Linked DNA regions of Mus musculus: region 1 is linked to region 2. The links are chromatin contacts, called in public HiChIP or PLAC-seq maps. All regions are on one chromosome and are shown on one strand. The core of a region is the stretch at or near the end of the contact, and the rest is flanking DNA. Distances in the headings are between cores, read along the strand shown.

Region 1 (3,155 bases), core at 299-2,798, 350 kb after region 2:
TTATATTTTTCGAAAAGGGCACACAATGCTAATGGTTTGCTCTGCGCACCTGCCAGCTTGGTTTGCAGTTTAAGCCACCCTGGAAATTCTCATTTCTTTGTGCAATATTTTATTCTGTGCTTTTCTTCAGGGCAGATTGGTTCTGCCTGCACTTTATTTCTGAACCCATGTTCATTCAAAATGGACTGCCAGACATAAATGCTCTATCTAGTGTTGCCACTGCTGCTGCAGGGGCTGCTGACTAACAGCACCCCTCCCCCAACCAGCTCCTGACCCATTCTCCTGCCCTATCCTTTGTTGACAATGGTAGTCCATTGTCAACAAAGAGTGTACAATTGTGGAATACTCAGCAGCAATTTTGGTAATGTTTTGCTTTGAATATTTTGAAAGTATTTTTGAAGTCTATAAATAGATGTGCCCCAAGCTTTTCCTTTTTCTTGATTTTAATATTTGGAGATGAGCTCTCATCCCACAGGGCAGCCTCGGGGACTGCAGTGGCTGGAATGCTTTCAGAGAACAAATGTGGCTCTGTGGCTCTCTTTTCATAATAATATCAACATCATATAGATTTAATAACAGGGTGATAGAGGACATTTTGATGATGGGGCAAATTCTCTGATCTGCCAAGGAAAGCATCTGATTCTCTCATGTACCAATTAATTATTGAAGCAACTGGAAATAATAGGCTACTCTGCTTGCTTCTTTCCTGCAAAGGAATGGAGTTGGTGTGGTGGTGGTGGTTTGTGTGTGTGTGTGTGTGTGTGTGTGTGTGTGTGTGTGTGTTTGCACAAGCATACATGTGAGCACTTGTCTGTGTTCAATAAGGAATCTTGGGCAGAAATTTCTTCACTGTGTTCTTAAAGATTATAGGGACGTTATCTGTACACGTCTGGTATGACAATAGTATTTCTAAGGAATAGGAATGCAATCTTTCTTTTTCTTTTTCCTTTTTTGAATTATTTTTTCATCCACACCCTTGATGGACCTCATTGTGAATTATTGTGTTTTATTTTAATGTCTACTTCTCATTTACTAGCACCTTTTTTGTTTTGTTTTGTTTTACAGCCCACTCTCTAAGGCAGGCACTAGATCAGTTGAGAAGAAAATCTTGTTTTGCTTTATGCCTCAATATGCATCATCCTCCTGCATACATAGATTGCCTTGGTATAATCTGGTTACTTTACAAAACTATTCCATGATATTCAGACTTGAGTCATCTTTCGCCCTAGAGTCTGTGGTTCTATAAACTTTTTAGATAGAGGGAGGTTGGATTCTTGGATTATTGTAAATTTGTTGCTTTCTATTGTGACAATAGTGTTTATATGCTTGACACCCTCATAATAATATTAAGCTCAATTTTTTAGTGTGATGTACTTTATACATTTGTATAAATGTCACAGCCTGTAATCACTTTCTTTGTCATCGACGATTAATCTAAAAAAATCGAATAATTCACTGCCCCTTGCCATTTACATATCGTCTGCTGCCATCTGCTCTTCTCAGCAGCAGTAAATGATGGGTAATTAACTCAGTGCCTTTGTCTTTCCCTTGCTGAATGTCTGACACATATAGATTTTCCTCTCTGTGCGGATGTGTGTGTATATGTGCATGTAAGAGGAAGAGGGAAGTGGTAAAGAATAAAGTGCAAGGGAGAATGAATGATACTTCACGGATGCATGCCAGCATGATATCATTGAAGGAGAGAAAGGCAAAGCAAGGTTCAGAGGAGTGGCCAAACTTCATGACCTCACATTTTAACCAAACCAAGATGAAGAAACACTACTGGAACTATGACTTTCTTGCACAATTGAGAGATTTTTCTAAAACCTTGAAAGCCAAGGTAATAATGGAAAGCCAAGGAAAGACTACAAAATCCTTTTGTTAATCAAGATGCGAAAAAAGATCATGCAAATGTGATGAAGTATACAATAACCACCACTAGCTTAAATACTCTACTTGACTTCTACACTGGGGGTAAATCTGTGTTGGAGAAATGATGCATAAGATAAATCTCAGATGGACTTGATGCTTGACCTATCTCTAAAAGCACAAAGTGTCAAGGAAAACCTAGAAGGACTCAGGAGACTCAAATTGTGTTGAAAAGCTGCTTTGAAAAGAAAATGAGATTTCTTCCCTGGATTTCTACAGATTTCCACTAAATAGATTAATTATTTCTTTCAGACGTCTCCCTTCACACAGGAGATATAATATTATTGGGACAATTCTTACTTGAAACACCTATCTTTCATTTTGCAATAATTTTCTGAATTGTGGCTGAGTTTGATAACACTAAAATTTGAAAATACTAAAAACTAGAAAGGGAAAATTAAGGGAAACTTATAATTTAGCTTTGTTTTAATCCAAAGTAAAGTTAGAATATACCCTGAGTTCCAGAGTATGACCAGAATCTCTTCTACATAAAATTCTTAAGGCTTCTTCTGACTAATGTTGATATACATGTACTATCTCTAACTTAAGCAAACTAAAGTTTGCTCATTTCATTTTTTCCATTCACACACACACACACACACATACACACAAAGAAAATATATTTCATTCACTCAGTAAATCTAAGAAATAATCTATAATGATGTAAATCATGACCTAATACCTAACCATTCACACTGGCAAGGTCTTTAGTAGTTTTGCCATTTGGTGTGCTCACAATCCCCAAATTGCTAGCAGATATAGACCTATCAGTACAGAATACAGGCAAATTCCAGGAACTTAACTTCCATATGCACACAATATTTTCCCATGCAGTCCAACCCCAGTATCTCAAATTTCCTATCTTCTGAGTGGTTATAAGAGTGTACTTGCATTTTTCTGTCATGAAAGTAATGAACGAATACCTGAAAACATTGATAGTTCTGCTTAATTTCAGTCTTTTTAATAACTCTTGCTTCATTTGTTCTATCATCATATGAGTTCTCCAGGTTAAATTATGTGTCCATAATCATAAAACAACTGGGCTTCCACAGAAGGTCATTCAGTGGGTAGATTATATTGTTCTCCATTAGTTTGAAATGTCTTATGGAGATGAGTGAATACAGGTATTAAGTGATGAAGTGGCTAAACATGTATACAACTGACTAATTCGCTGAAAAATAAGGAAAGAATATTACAAATGTGAAAAAAAAAAGAGGAGAGTCTCC
Region 2 (3,102 bases), core at 143-2,642:
GCATCATATGATCCCCTTTTTATTTGTGGAAAATTAGAAAAACTGAATAATTAATGCAATCTTCCCATTATTAAACTTTCATTGATATCTATTTGTAGAAGTGATTATCTAGAGCACACTGAGCAGTGAGTTAGGTCCTGTTTCTATGAGGAGTGTATATAGCCTTCGGCAGACTTGTTCATGAAAGTGGAGAAGTGAAGCTGCAGATGAATCACCATGCTCGGTCTCACACTCACCAGCAAAACGGGCTGGGAGCTCCCCAGCCCTTAGGTGAGTGGGGAAGGAGAAGCACACTTCAGCAGAATAACAGTGGTTGGGAGGAGGGGAGTCTCAAGTTCCTTTCTGCCTAGCCATGGAATGTCATGATGAAATCCCAGTTCAGTGTAGGATCCAGTAGGGAACATTGATTTTCAAATGTACCAACAGTATGAAGTAATTTATGATTACTGATAGAACCCTAATAAATATAACTAATGTCAGTGAATTCAAAGGCACACACACATACACACACACACACACACACACCTGTACACAGTCAGACACAGATACACACCTGTACACAACCAAACAGAGACATACACACCTGTACACAAACACACACACACACACACACACACACAGCTTTTTACTGCTCTATAATCCCATTGCTGACATAAAATCTTTTGTTTTGCTTCTCATGGAAACACAGTACTAGAAAAAATCAGTTTGTTTTCTTTTGTATACTTGCAGCTTCCTTCATTGTACTTTGAAAAAAAAAAGACACATATTTTACTTTCTACTTTTCTTAAAGAACAGAATTAGTTGGTTCGTATCTGCCAACATTTTTTGAAAGTATAGCTCAACAGATTCTTCTAGTACCAAGGAACACATAATTTATGAACAAATAAACTTTCGAAATATTGAATTCTTAGATATTTAATTCCCTAAGTGAAGCTTTAATAAGAAAAAGTGGTTTAGGAGCTGAAGGGGCCTGCAACCCTAGAGGTGGAACAACAATATGAACTAACCAGCACCCCCAGAGCTCTTGTCTCTAGCTGCATATGTAGCAGAAGATGGCCTAGTCGGCCATCATTGGGAAGAGAGGCCCTTTGGTCTTGCAAACTTTATATGCCCCAGTACTGGGGAAACACCAGGGCCAAGAAGTGGGAGTGGGTGGGTTGGGGAGCGGGGCGGGGTATAGGGGACTTTGGGGATAGCATTTGAAATGTAAATGAAGTAAATACCTAATAAAAAAATTGGAGGGAAAAAAAAAAAGGTTTTGAGGGCCTTCCTGACTGCATTACCCAAGAGCAGCCACAAGAGGGCGTGTGAGGAACACAATTGCCTTTAGAATTGGCTTCAGAAGCTACTGCATAACCGGGCAAAATGCATCTGCAACATCTTTGTCTTGTGACGTGGAGGACTTGAGACTGAAAACAATCGCTTGCATCGCTGTTTAACATGCTATCCACATGGAAATCGGAGGAAAGAAAAATTCTGAAGTTCCTGTGAGGTTACTTTGCTAGCTTCTCAAAGCGCCTCTGGGGATAATGAAGTCAGAAATGCTTTTGCTTATTTGATTTAGCTGGTATTTCTCCGTGCTAGAGACAAGGCTGCTCCAAAAATTAGGGTTTGAGTAGAATCATATTTCCGGACTTCAAAGAATTTGGCATAATGGTTTTGTTTTCCACTGACATATTTAAAGGAAGAAAAAAGGGAGAGGAGGCGGAGGGAGGACGAAAAGGAGGAGAAAGAGAAGAGGGAGGGGGAGGAGGAAGAGAAGGAAGAGGAGGAGGACAAACTCTACGATGACAATGACGATAAGCATTCTTGATATATTGATATATATATCAAACAAACAAACAACAACAAAAACCCCAAGCCCAGGTCTTCCCATCCATTCACATGTCACTATCCCAAGTGGGTGTGTCTCAGAATTGGAAAGCTCAGGAGCTTCACAGAAGGCCACATATTGATATCAAGAAGACAATCTTGGAAAAGAGGAGGACGATTGAATATGGAGACCCTATAGGGTAGTGGTTCTTAAATTCTGTTCTAAAACAGAGTCACTTGGCATACTTCTTTGTCCAGACACACATAGTAGACTCCACCATTACCGTCCACTCTGTGCAGCACATCTGAGATGAGGCCAGAGGATGCACAATTCTCTGAAGTCCTCAGGCAATGTTGATGCTTCAGATGGGGAAGCCACTTTGAGAACCACTCTTCTGGTGATTGCTCTAACATCTCCTTTACAATGCAGACCTGGGCCTGGGAATCTATAGGTCACAAATAACAATTCCAGTGTACTTCTCCATGAAACTGGGTCCTGAGCCATGTAACCTAGTAAACTGAAATTCTTTCATGTTCTCGCTGCCTTTAGACTGGATGCTTGTAAAAAAGAGATGTGTGAACTGAACAAAACCCTTAGATACCTCTTCTCTTTCCCAGAGTATTTCAAATCATGGGGTTTTCCTGAAAACAGTCAACTTATCCTGCTAACACCTGTATCTTTATTCTTAAATCTTAGTGCACTGAGTGTGAGCAGGTAAATGCATTATAAATGGATGCAGCTTGAACATCGTTTGTGGATTTTCTCCATTTCCAGAAGACCATGATAAGTTAGTTAACCTTTGTGTATATTCATTTTCTCATCTTCAAAATGGGAACAGTTGTTCAACTTTCCTTTCAAGGTGTGTGTGTGTGTGTGTGTGTGTGTGTGTGTGTGTGTGTGTGTGTATAGGCAAAATGAGTTACTACTTGAACTATAATCAGAGCACTGCTATACACATAGATATCTAAACAAATATTAGCTACCCTTTTGATTTCTAGTCTTTAAGCTTAGCATCAGAATCCTTGGAATCATAGATTGTTGATTGCTGGAACTGTGCACTTTTGCAGGTACTGGGACACCGAGAGTTTTGTGACATTACCTTTACACCCTTCACCTGATAAATAGATGAGGCTGGGCTGCCATGTAGAGGTCATTGAAAGGTCAGTTACAATACTTTACTGTGGGGCAATGGGCTATGCACAGACAGCCTGGTCTCCAGTTGAGCTTAGGTCTTGAACCCTGGTGGGACTCAGTGGGTGGTAATTTCCACCAACATGGAACTGAAGGCT

What was found. HiChIP or PLAC-seq counts read pairs in DNA pulled down with a chosen protein or histone mark.
Region 1: a contact with region 2 is called in an H3K4me3 HiChIP or PLAC-seq map of forebrain, with 9 times the contacts expected there. The contact joins two enhancer-like sites. A contact is called at or near these places in 3 of 484 Hi-C or Micro-C datasets (cerebral cortex and cortical neurons) and 4 of 115 datasets of contacts at active chromatin or transcription factors (differentiating embryonic stem cells, embryonic forebrain, embryonic hindbrain and 1 more).

The regions. Positions count from the first base shown.
Region 1 is chr3:16,819,188-16,822,342 of GRCm38.p6, forward strand. The region is part of intron 1 of Gm30223 (predicted gene, 30223); the gene reads left to right. Among named protein-coding and RNA genes, the nearest start is that of Gm30223, 3.7 kb to the left of the region's middle. Within about 2 kb of position 1,549, at least 7 of the 459 cell types and tissues checked have an H3K27ac peak or open chromatin away from gene starts, as enhancers often do. A contact at or near this core is called in forebrain, where this site is marked.
Region 2 is chr3:16,465,254-16,468,355 of GRCm38.p6, forward strand. No RefSeq gene overlaps it. Among named protein-coding and RNA genes, the nearest start is that of Ythdf3, 280 kb to the left of the region's middle. Within about 2 kb of position 1,393, at least 22 of the 459 cell types and tissues checked have an H3K27ac peak or open chromatin away from gene starts, as enhancers often do. A contact at or near this core is called in forebrain, where this site is marked.